Linked DNA regions of Ovis aries: region 1 is linked to region 2. The links are chromatin contacts, called in public Hi-C maps. All regions are on one chromosome and are shown on one strand. Each heading gives the region's core, a stretch centred on a gene start, on an enhancer-like site or on the middle of the called end of the contact. The rest is flanking DNA. Distances are from core to core; before and after follow the strand shown. Region 1 holds the start of SLC38A7 (solute carrier family 38 member 7). Region 2 holds the start of SETD6 (SET domain containing 6, protein lysine methyltransferase).

Region 1 (5,260 bases), core at 1,866-4,365, 140 kb after region 2:
AGGAAGGCGATGCAGGTCCCAAAGGTGTAGGTGGCAATGGCGACCTCACACAGTACGCCTGTCAGCTTGCCACACACAGCCCACACCACCTCCTGGTAGGTCCTCTCATTGCTGGCCTGGGAGCAGTAGGCCAGGATGACGAGGCCACTGATGATGAAAACCAGCATGGCCTGCAGGCAGGGTGGAGCAAGAGTGTGTGGGAAAGGCCTGGCAGCAAAGAGTAACCTGGTTTTGCTCAGCGTTTACTGGCCCGGTGCCCAAAGCCCATTTGTCAAACGAGCCTTATCCTGCAGGGCAATTTTAATAGATTACCGGAATCGACATTTTCCTTAAAGACAAAAAGTTTTGAGGAAAATTTCAAACATCGCTCAAATCTCAAATTCAAAAATCATCAATTCAGGGACTTCCCTGGTGGGGCAGTGGTTAGGACTCCATGATGCCAATGCAGGGAGGACAGGTTCAATCCCTGGTGGGCAACTAATATCCCACATGCTGTGTGGTGTGGCCAAAATATTAAAAACAAAAAAAATCATCAATTCAGGACCAGTCTTGTTTCATCTCTTCTCTCTCCCACTCTGGATTACGTTGAAGAAAATACAAACTATCATATCATCAGTAAACATTTCAACATGCAGTTCTAAAAGGTGTGGGCCCGCTTTTTAAACATAACCACATAACTATTAAATATGCAATTAATGTCTGAAATTCCCTAATTGCTAGGAAGGCTTTTGAAACCTCATCTGGCCTCAAAGGAAAGAATGCTACAGTAGTTTAATAATGTCAGCCATGTGTGGCAGAGGGGAGAGTGATTAGCATGTGTCACTGACCACTGCTGATCCAGAGCCTCCCTTTTGAGGCCAGGAGCCCAGACCCACCACTCTGCATTTCTGCCTGCCAGGCCCCCCTCACTCACCATCTGCAACGTGATGCCGGCTGCCACGCCCCCGGCAGTGCTGAAGGCTGCCGGGAAGTTGAGTAGCCCCGCGCCCAGGCAGGCATTGACAACGATGAAGATGGCTCCAAGTGTTGAAGTGGTGCCTCCGCCCGCACCCCCAGGAGGGGCCTCCCCCTCACTCTTGGGGGCTATGTCCACAGAGGGACTCTGCAGCAGACGGGCACGCTCCCCAGAGTCCGTGCTTAAGCCCCATTCGCCAAGGTCTCTGTTGATGCTGACCTGGGCCATGGCCCGGGGAATCCTGTTCCCGCAGGGTCTGTGCGTTCTGTCTCACGGCCTCATCCGCTGGGGAACTGAGGGAACACACGTTCAGCTGGAAGGGTGGCTCCAGCCTGTGTGGCGCTGTTATCCTAGGAGGCCTGTGGGTTCTGGCTCTCCTAAACCTAGATGGGAAAGGCAGGTATACTGTTATCCCAAGATAACAACTTTCCCCAAGATCAGATGGCTGAGATCCAAACCCAGGTATGCCAGTGTGTGGATCACTGCACTGGGTGCCCCAGGGTAATGGCAGACACAGAAAGATGTCAGACGTGACTCCTGCTTCAGGCTCACGCACTGATCAGGTAAGACACAAACTCATAAGAGAGGGGTACCGACATGTCAGCACTAGAGGCCGTGCATCAAGCAGGAGTGTCATGCACGTATCTTATCTCACTCATTCCTTAGATTACAGTGGTCACAAGGCTCAGAGAGATCAAATCACTCATTCAGGATCACAGAGTAGCAAGCTGCAGAGCAAGATTTAGATCCAAATCTGTCTGGCTTCCCAACTGGTTTCTATACCGCAGGGTCTGAAGAACAATCCTCACCTAGAACTGTGGGTATTTCAGTTTCTTATAGCCCGGCATACCTCCCTCCAGCCAAGAGTCTAAATGCTGTGGAGCTTTCAAAGCCCTTCAAAATTTCAGTGAAGATTTAAATTCTCTTCTCCCACATGACTGACCTCACCACTGCCCATCACAGACGCATTCCGTCTCATGCCCCCAGCACACTGGGGGGTTTAAAATGTCTACTGAGGCCTCTTGGGTGGTCTGATTCTTGCCATGGCTCCTCCTGTGATGGCTGAACAAAGTTGGGAGCTGTAAACTTATCAGAGGGAAAAGGGGGTGTTTGGGTGCTCTCCGACATGTCACCAAGCATGCAACCAAGGGACACAGCTCTGGGGAAAATGTCTCCCTGCTGGCTCCAAATCCAGAAAGATCAGTCAGATGCCATAGGGCTTCCTCTTATGCAACTTGCCACCCAGCCAGCAACTCAGCAAAAAATCAAAGTAGTGAATGAGTACTGGAGGCACTTTTGATCTGAGGCTTCCAGTGTAGCTCCGGAGAGAACCATGTAAAGCAGGTGCTCCCCACGCTGTGAGACCCCGTCCTCCATCCTGCTCACCTCTCAGACACAAGAGGTCTCTGCAGTGGTCCGGAATCTCTTAGCCTCCCCTCCCTCAAATTACTCTGCTCTATGTTCCCCAGCTTACCTGCTCTTTCCGCCCTTCTGGCTTTGGTGGACAGAGAGCTATTCCTTATGGTGTCTTCTCCCCCAAACTCTGAAATCTGATTCTCCTCACTTCCCTGTTTGCCTTCAATTTTTTCTTTCTCAAACTTCACCAGTGCTGGTGAACAGAGTGAAGGGAAGTGAGACTCTCTGACTCTCAACTCAGAGTGAAGCACCAGCACAGTCAGGGAAACAGACCCACGGAGGGAGAGAGGCTAGTGTCCCAGAGGCTCGTTGGCAGAGTCAGAACTAGCAGCTTAATGCCCACGCACTCAGGCCAGAGCTGTAACCATCGCAGTAGGCCCCTGAGAGCCCAACGAGAGTAAGTACCCAGGCCAGCCTGGGGCCGAATCCCAGAAATACGACGGGTGGGCTGCATTGGAAAGGGGGCCACGGCCCACCACAGGACAGAGAGTGGGCTGCTGTGTGGTAAACTGGGGAGGGGGTTCCGGGGCACGACAGGTAACCAGGTAGGGACAGGCCGGGATAAGGCGCGGCAAGGGCCGGCCGACCCCGAGCTGGCGTGGGACAGAGGATGTCAGGGTGCAGAGCCCTGCAGCGAATGAGTACGGTTCTGCCGCGGTGGGGCCCTTGGGGACTCAGATTCCACCCTCCACCAGTCTGTACCTCCTTCCACCTACCTGCGGTCTTTCTAGCCCCGGCCGGCAGTGGAGACACGTGAGCAGCGATCACATGACCGCCGGGGCCGGGGCAGACCGTGGGGCACGCTGGGAGTTGTAGTTTTCTGCGGGCGTCAGTGTTAGACTGTTGTTCAGTCGCCCAGCCGTGTCCGACTCTTTCCCACCCCCGTGAACTTCAGCATGCCAGGCCTCCCTGTCCCTCACTAACTCCCGGAGTTTGCCCAAGTGCATGTTCATTGCATCGGTGAGGCCGTCCAGCCATCTCATCCTCTGACGCCCTCTTTTCCTTCTGCCCTCGATCTTTCCCAGCATCAGGAACTTTTCCAATGTGTCTACCAGCTCCCTAATCCTCATCCCAAAGCTTTCCCCTCGGTCTTTCCCAGCATCAGGGACTTTCCCAATGAGTTTGCCAGCTCTCTAATCCTCATCCTGAAAGCACTGCCCCAAACTAGTCCTGGCACCCTGCCCACCCGTATTTATCCGGTTACTTTTGGTTCTGGGTCCCTTGGCCAAACCACACACTTCTGCTTCCTTTTAGGAAGAGCTTTGGGCTGTTTGGTATCTTTGCCAGTCCCAGTACCCCGTGGGCCCTGGCTGTTTGGCTTCATTGCCCTTCTTTGTTTCCCTTCTTGTCTTCACACCCACAGACAGGGACTCTGGACTTTTTAACTCAGGATAGAGAGGGGTCATCTGTACCTCCTTGAGGCGTAGCTGGCCTGAGGGTTGTTCATATTAATGGTTATAACCCCAGAGCCTGGATTCTACAACTGAGAATCTGAGGCATTGGTGTCACTCAAATAAATAAATATTTGTTGAATGAATGAATCAGTGTCCAGAGCCCTGGCTTCTGTTTCTGGCTGTGCGCCACTTGAAAGTTGTCACATAACCTTTGGCATTCCAACGGCCTCATCTATATTACCTCTACTCCATGCACCAAAGGTCCTTGCTGGTGAGATTCTGTGTACTGTTTACCTGGTTTCCCTCAGTGGTGACATTTTGCACAATTACAGCACCATGTCACAACCAGGATACTGACACTGACTTGATCCACTGATCATATTCCATTTCCTCAGTCACATTTATAGTCATTTTTGGTGTATATTTAGTTCAATACAACTTCATCATGTGTGGAGTTCACAAATCTACATACACCACATTCAGGATTCTGAATATTTCATTCATCACAGGGATCCCTCCTGTTGCCCCTGTGTTAACATAACCACACTCACTTCCCTCCAGCAAGGCCATCCCCTCCTGTAACTCCTCTCAATCACTCATCCATGGCAGTTAACTCCACTTCTAAAAGGTTCTCATTTCAAAAAATGTTCTATAAATAGGATCATAAAGTCTGTAAATTTTTAGGATTGGCCATTTTTATCCAGCATAATTGCTGGAAGACTCATGCAAGGAGTGTATGTTTTGTTACTGAGTAACAATATTTCATGGTCTGTGCACAGTTTGTGTAACTAATCACCTTTGAAGGATATCTGAGCTGTTTCAGATTTTTTAAAACATAAATGATTTTGTTGTGATTTATGAATTTTACCACAGAATTCATACTTTCGGTGCCCAGTACAGTGGTTTTTAGTGTATTCAGAGTTTTGCTCATTACCACTACCTAATATCAGAACATTGTTATCATTCACCCCAAAACCCTGCAACCATTAGCGGTCATTCTCCATTCCTCCCTCTCCCAAGCCCCTGGCAACCACTAATCTACTTTGTGCCCTGCATGAACTGTTTTCAAGATTCATTCAGATTGAAGCATATCTTAGTACTTTATTCCTTTTATTGCTGAGTATTATTATATGTATGTATGTGTATGGCTATATAAAATTTTGCTTATTCATTCATCAGTTGATTGGACTTTTATGGTTTCCATTTTTTGGCTCTTATGAATAATGCCACAGTGAACATTCAGGCACATGTTTTTGTATGCACATTTATTTTGTATCCACATAGAAGTAGAATTTCTGGGTCAAATGGTAACGTCTAACCTTTTGAGGAATTGCCAGACTGTTTTCCAAAGCAATTGTCCCATTTTACATTCTGACCAGGAAAGGAAAGTCGCTCAGTTGTGTCCGACTCTTTGCGACCCCATGGACTGTAGCCTACCAGGCTTCTCAGTCCATGGGATTTTCCAGGCAAGAGTACTGGAGTGGGTTGCCATTTC
Region 2 (5,556 bases), core at 2,264-4,763:
CCGTGCCTTCGTCGGAAGAACGGGTCTCGCTGGCCGCTTTGCTTGCGTAAATCCTCCCTTCTCCCACGTGCCCGTGCCTGCCCCGCTGGCCTGTCCTCACCCCCGGTGCCCTTTCTGTCCGCAGTGCCCTCGGCCAGCATGACTCGTCTTGCCCGCTCTCGCACCGCGTCCCTCACCAGCGCCAGCTCGGTGGACGGTGGCCGCCCGCAGGCCTGCACCCACTCGGAGAGCAGCGAGGGGCTGGGCCAGGTCAATCACACCATGGAGGTGTCCTGTTGAAGCCCCAGGTCTCGCGAAGACGCCCACTCGCCCCCCCACCCACATCGACGTCCCATGGCCACCCTTTCGCGGCTCATTTCCCCTTGAGTTTATTTTTGTGAGGGCGAAGGGGAGGAAATGGGGTTACTTCTCTTTTGTTTAAAAAGAAGAGGGGATCCGTCTAGAAGCTGCTGCGGAACAGTCTCCAGATGGTTTGAGGGGCTCACTCCTCCCCACCTCATTCCCCTCATGCACCTCGTTAACTTGGCTGACTCAATCCCTCTCTTCCGACTCCCCAAGGCCCAGGCACAGTAAGGGCACCATTCCAGGGAGGGAAGCGGATTAGCTCAGGAAAGACTCAGAGTCCTCCTCTGACCAGGATCCAGGGTAACATCCTGGGCCAAAGAAAGCATGGGTTGACCCCCTGGGCCAGGCAGGTTTGAAGATGGGGAGGAGGTTTTGAGGTGGTGGGTGCTGGGCCAGCAGGAACATGGAGTCCAGCTCGTGCGCTGGCGTGAAAACCAGGAGCCAGCCCCTTTCCCCTGCAGCCCCAACACCAAGTCTGTTTCCGGTCTTAGCACCTATGACAATCGTCTGAACAGACGCCACAAGGGGGCGCCACTCCCAGGCAGCAGTTTAGCGGGTGCTCTCCTGGCAGGCCTGGTGCTGTAGGGCCAGGCAGGCAGGGGCTGAAGAGGGCTGCTTCGCCTGAAGAAGACAGAACACGGAGGACCTGGAGGGCAGGAACCCCACAGACTGTCCCTTCCAGCCCCACACTCGGCCACCTCCTGGCCCTGGCCCATTGCTGAGCCAAGGCCCCGAGGCAGAACGTCACCTGGTCCTCTGCCTCCATAGGGAGCTGACTGGGGCTGAGGTTAAAGGCTGGGATAGCCTTTGAGTGTTGGGTGCACTTCTGAGAACTTCATGGTGACTACTTTTGGAAGCCTGCAGACAGTGGCGGCTCAGAGTTCCCATAGAGTTCCCTCAGAGACCCCCCTTTGTGCCTCCAGGTTCCATGGAAGACAGCTCAGTCAGCAGCAGCGTGGCAAGGTCACTAGAAACGTTTCTAGAGAGAGTTCTCATCAAGCTCTGTCAGCGTTTCACGTGGGCATCACTGAGCACGCTCATGTGGAGAAAACTGTCCAAGGTAGCCCCACATCACCATCCTAGCCAGGTGGAGGAGGCCTAGGCTGGGGCTTGCTGGGTCCAGGGGTGGGAGGTAACGTTTCTGGAAGTGAACAAGGGCAAGGCAGAAGGGCAAGGCTCCCCACACACCCCAGCCCCTTCCTGTCACCTGAAGCCCAGCACTGTGCCATATACTTCCTATCCACCACCTTACCAGGTAGAATCTCCTGGCCCGGAAACCAGAAGCCATTTGTCTCTGAGCCTAAATCAATTGCCATAAGCCCCCAAATGAGCAAAGAGAAGAGGAGAGGGCAATGAAAAATGCAGGACTGTGGAGGCGGGTGGGTGCGTGTGGGGCTGAGGGGACGCCTGCATCCACATTTCCTCTGCACACGTCACCCCCTTCTATGCTCTTAAGCCATCACTCTACACTGCTCTAGAGCCCACTGGAGTGTTAGTCTGCCCCCAGTTCTGTTCACTCGCGTGCTTCCTCTGAATATCAAATGTGACTGTTTGAAAAGCTGGTAGAATTAATCCCTTACTGTAGATAGCGCTGTGAAACTTGGATTTCTTTTCTGTGTTCTTTCAGATGAGATATCTATAAATACCTATACATTATATATATATATGTATATTGGGTACCCCCGCGTGTGGCTTTCCATTGGAGGTTGTGTCTTCTTTGGTCAAAGTGAACTTTTAATGGAATTTATTATTTTCCTCTGTACAAAGTGAAGAGCCTACTCTTGTGTATTCTGGTGGCTGATGTCGTGAGACTTTGAGATGACAAAATGTAAAACAAAACCCCTTGTCAACATAGAAAGAGTTAACTGTGCTGAAAAACTAATAAAGTAATAAGAAGAATTTGAGTAGGATGATGCTGTGCCCATCGTGGGAAGCTTTGAAAGAGGAAGTATAAGCTGGTGAGGCTGGTGCTTCCTGGGTTTTAGGTAGGGTTGAACGTTTAGAACGAAGACAGGCATTTCCATCCGTCTCTGTATTTCCAGATCTTGTCACATTCCACAAGGTAGATATTAATTATCCTAGTTTCACAGCTGAGAAAACTGAATTTGCCCTAACAAGAGACCAAAGTGGGAGCTGAACCTTGGCAGTAATAGACTTCAAAACCCAGATCTGTAATCTCTGTATTTGCTGCCTTTAATTTCTTAAATTTAACGACATGCTATTTCCCCGTGTTTAACCACCATTTCTGATTCATTCACTATCCTGCCGTTTGTCAGTTACGAAAGAACCAAGTAAATAAAAGCAAACCCCTCCTTCTGCTCTGCAGAAGCAGGACAAGGTCTGTTCTAGTTTGGAGAGCCCCGCCCACTCCCCACGAAACTGCGCAAACCGCTCTATTCGCGCTCCCAGCCGATCTCTCGCGAGGCCTTCCCTTCGCATCCAGAAACCAGATTTTGCACTTCAACTGGGCTTTTACCTCTGCTGTCAGAGACCTAAGCGGGAAAACGTTGTGCCTGGCTCAGACCACGCTCAAGGCGGCAAAAGGACACGCCTTCATGCACCCAACCGCACGTTTTCTAAACCCAGCTGCGGACACTTGGCCTCAAAGATGTTTTCAGCGGGGATGATATCAGTTCAGTTCAGTCGCCCAGTCGTGTCCGTCTCTTTGCGACCCCATGGACTGCAGCACGCCAGGCCTCCCTGTCCATCGCCAACTCCCGGAGCCTACTCAAACCCATGTCCATTGAGTCGGTGATGCTATCCAACCATCTCATCCTCTGTCGTCCCCTTCTCCTCCCGCCTTCAATCTTTCCCAGCATCAGGGTCTTTTCCAATGAGTCAGTTCTTCCCATCAGGTGGCCAAAGCACTGGAGTTTCAGCTTCAGCATCAGTCCTTCCAATGAATATTCAGGAATGATTTCCTTAGGATGGACTGGTTGGAACTCCTTGCAGTCCAAGGGACTCTCAAGAGTCTTCTCCAGCACATTTCAAAAGCTGCTGCTGCTAAGTCGCTTCAGTCGTGTCCGACTCTGTGCTGAGTGCAAATCCTTGCCTGTCTTCCGAGCGAAGGCGAAATGAACGTCACGTGGTCCGGGGCGGGGACATAGGGCCCGCCCTCGAAAGTCCAGCCCCCGGACGCCGGAAGCGCCGGTGCGGCTCTACAGACGCGGGAGGCTCCGTGCCCTCGGACCATGGCGACGCAGGCGAAGCGCCGGCGGGTAAGTCACGGCGGGCGGCGGCGGTGCACCCCTTTCCACCGCGCCACGCCACTCTCCCGCCCTCCTGGCGCGCGCGCTCTGCGCCGTGCCGCGAGTCACTCGCCGCTCTTCGCGTCCCCTCCCCAAGCCCGGGCCTTCCTCCGCGCGCGCGCCCCCGTCTTCTCCGCCCCCATCGAGCTCTCCCGGGCGGGGCCGCGCCACTGCGCTTGCCTGTCTTAGGTGGCCGGGCCTGCGGGCAGCGACGAAGACCCGGCCCCGGTGGCCAGCTTCCTGAGCTGGTGCCAGCGGGTGGGACTGGAGCTGAGTCCCAAGGTGAGAGGGGACCTGGGGGAGGTGGGTGCAGCGGGGAAGCGGGCGTGGGCCAGCTCTGAGCTGCCATTCTCTCTGCTCAGGTGGCGGTGAGCCGGCAGGGCACGGTGGCCGGCTACGGCATGGTTGCCCGGGAGAGCGTGCAGCCCGGTGAACTGCTGTTCGCGGTGCCGCGGGCCGCGCTCCTGTCGCAGCACACCTGCTCCATCAGCGGCGTGCTGGAACGAGGTGGGCACGCCGACAGGGGTGGAGAGATGCTGAGTTGGGCCCGCGGGGTCCCTAATCTTCGTGTCTCCCCCAGAGCGAGGCGCGCTGCAGAGCCAGTCGGGCTGGGTGCCGCTGCTGCTGGCGCTACTCCACGAGATGCAGGCCCCGGCCTCGCTCTGGCGCCCCTACTTTGCGCTCTGGCCCGAGCTGGGCCGCTTGGAGCATCCCATGTTCTGGTGAGAGCCGTAGGAGGGGCTGGGGAGCGCCAACACCGTACGTTGCCTGGCTCGAACCGCTTGCCCTTGGGACACGGGTGCCAAGCGCTAGTCTCGGTAGATTGGGTGAAGAACCTGGGTGGGGGTGTCACTGCAGGCCAGAGGAGGAGCGCCGGCGATTGCTGCAGGGCACAGGCGTACCTGAGGCCGTGGAGAAGGATTTGGCCAACATCCGCAGCGAGTATTATTCCATTGTGCTGCCCTTCATGGACGCCCACGCCGATCTTTTCAGCCCCAGGGTCCGATCTCTGGAACTCTACCGCCAGCTCGTGGCTCTTGTGATGGCCTACAGGTCAGTGAGTAGAGCCTTGCAAAGGACTCTCTTCTTTAGAACTCTGTTGAGTGACCAGAAGGGAAAGAACAGTGAGCCCCACCCCAACACTGGGCTTTAGCCAAGTTCTTTCTGTGGCAGCTTTCAGGAACCACTGGAGGAAGAGGAGGATGAAAAGGAGCCAAACTCTCCTTTGATGGTGCCTGCTGCAGACATACTAAACCATTTAGCCAATCACAATGCCAATCTAGAATACTCTCCAGTGAGTGGATCCCTCCCAGTTCTTGTTTCTGTGCCTTGATGCTTGGGCATTTGAATCGAACCAATGTCTTCTTCATGCTGGCCTGGCAGTTGAGCCAAATGGGCTCAGTTCTCCTCATGCTAGAAATGAGTAGGTGAAATTAGTTCCTCCGCTATGTATTCTGCTTGCATATTACAGTGAAGTTCTCTGAACACTAAAGCCCTCAAAGAAAGTTGGGGTTAATCCTCTGCTAAACCTGTGCCATCGTTGTTTTGGTGCTTTAGGTCTGTTCTGTGCAGTGCCAATGAGCTGAGATTGTCAGGGATCTGGAACAGCCATAGCGTCAGTACTTTTCAGAAGAGGGGATGTTCCTAAGAAAGGGTTCAAGATGATACCAGGACTGTGTTTATATCTATTTGCTAAGTGGAAAGTTGCAAGAAAAGATGTAAGTTTACAGAGTTAAAAGTTAGGAAATGGCTGTTATTTTTAAAACCTTGTCTCCATTTGCTGTTCCTACTTTGATCTGGGTTGTGGTTTTGTTGGCTTTTTTTTTTTTAACAGAGCTGCGCGTATCTTAGTTACCCAACCAGGGATTGAGTCCTAACCTCTGAACCGCCAGTGAATTTCCTTTGATCTGGGTTTTTTTTTTTGGCTGCACTGTGCGGCACATGGTATCTTAGTTCCCCAAGC

The links. Hi-C and Micro-C count contacts between places; a contact is called where the count stands out from the background.
Region 1: a Hi-C map of hypothalamus shows a contact between it and region 2, with 3 times the contacts expected there. The contact joins the promoter of SLC38A7 here to the promoter of SETD6 in region 2. A contact is called at or near these places in 3 of 16 Hi-C or Micro-C datasets (hypothalamus, liver and tail adipose tissue).

What each region holds. Positions count from the first base shown.
Region 1 is chr14:26,026,597-26,031,856 of ARS-UI_Ramb_v3.0, forward strand. It overlaps SLC38A7 (solute carrier family 38 member 7), which reads right to left and starts at 3,116. Exons shown (of 12, transcript XM_060397991.1): 1 at 3,088-3,116; 2 at 2,430-2,564; 3 at 914-1,338; 4 at 1-170. The coding sequence starts at 1,183.
Region 2 is chr14:25,884,408-25,889,963 of ARS-UI_Ramb_v3.0, forward strand. SETD6 (SET domain containing 6, protein lysine methyltransferase) reads left to right here and starts at 3,514. Exons shown (of 9, transcript XM_027977905.2): 1 at 3,514-3,563; 2 at 3,783-3,875; 3 at 3,956-4,100; 4 at 4,174-4,315; 5 at 4,452-4,646; 6 at 4,767-4,887. The coding sequence starts at 3,537. NDRG4 (NDRG family member 4) reads left to right here. Exons shown (of 17, transcript XM_042231741.1): 17 at 125-2,244. The coding sequence ends at 279.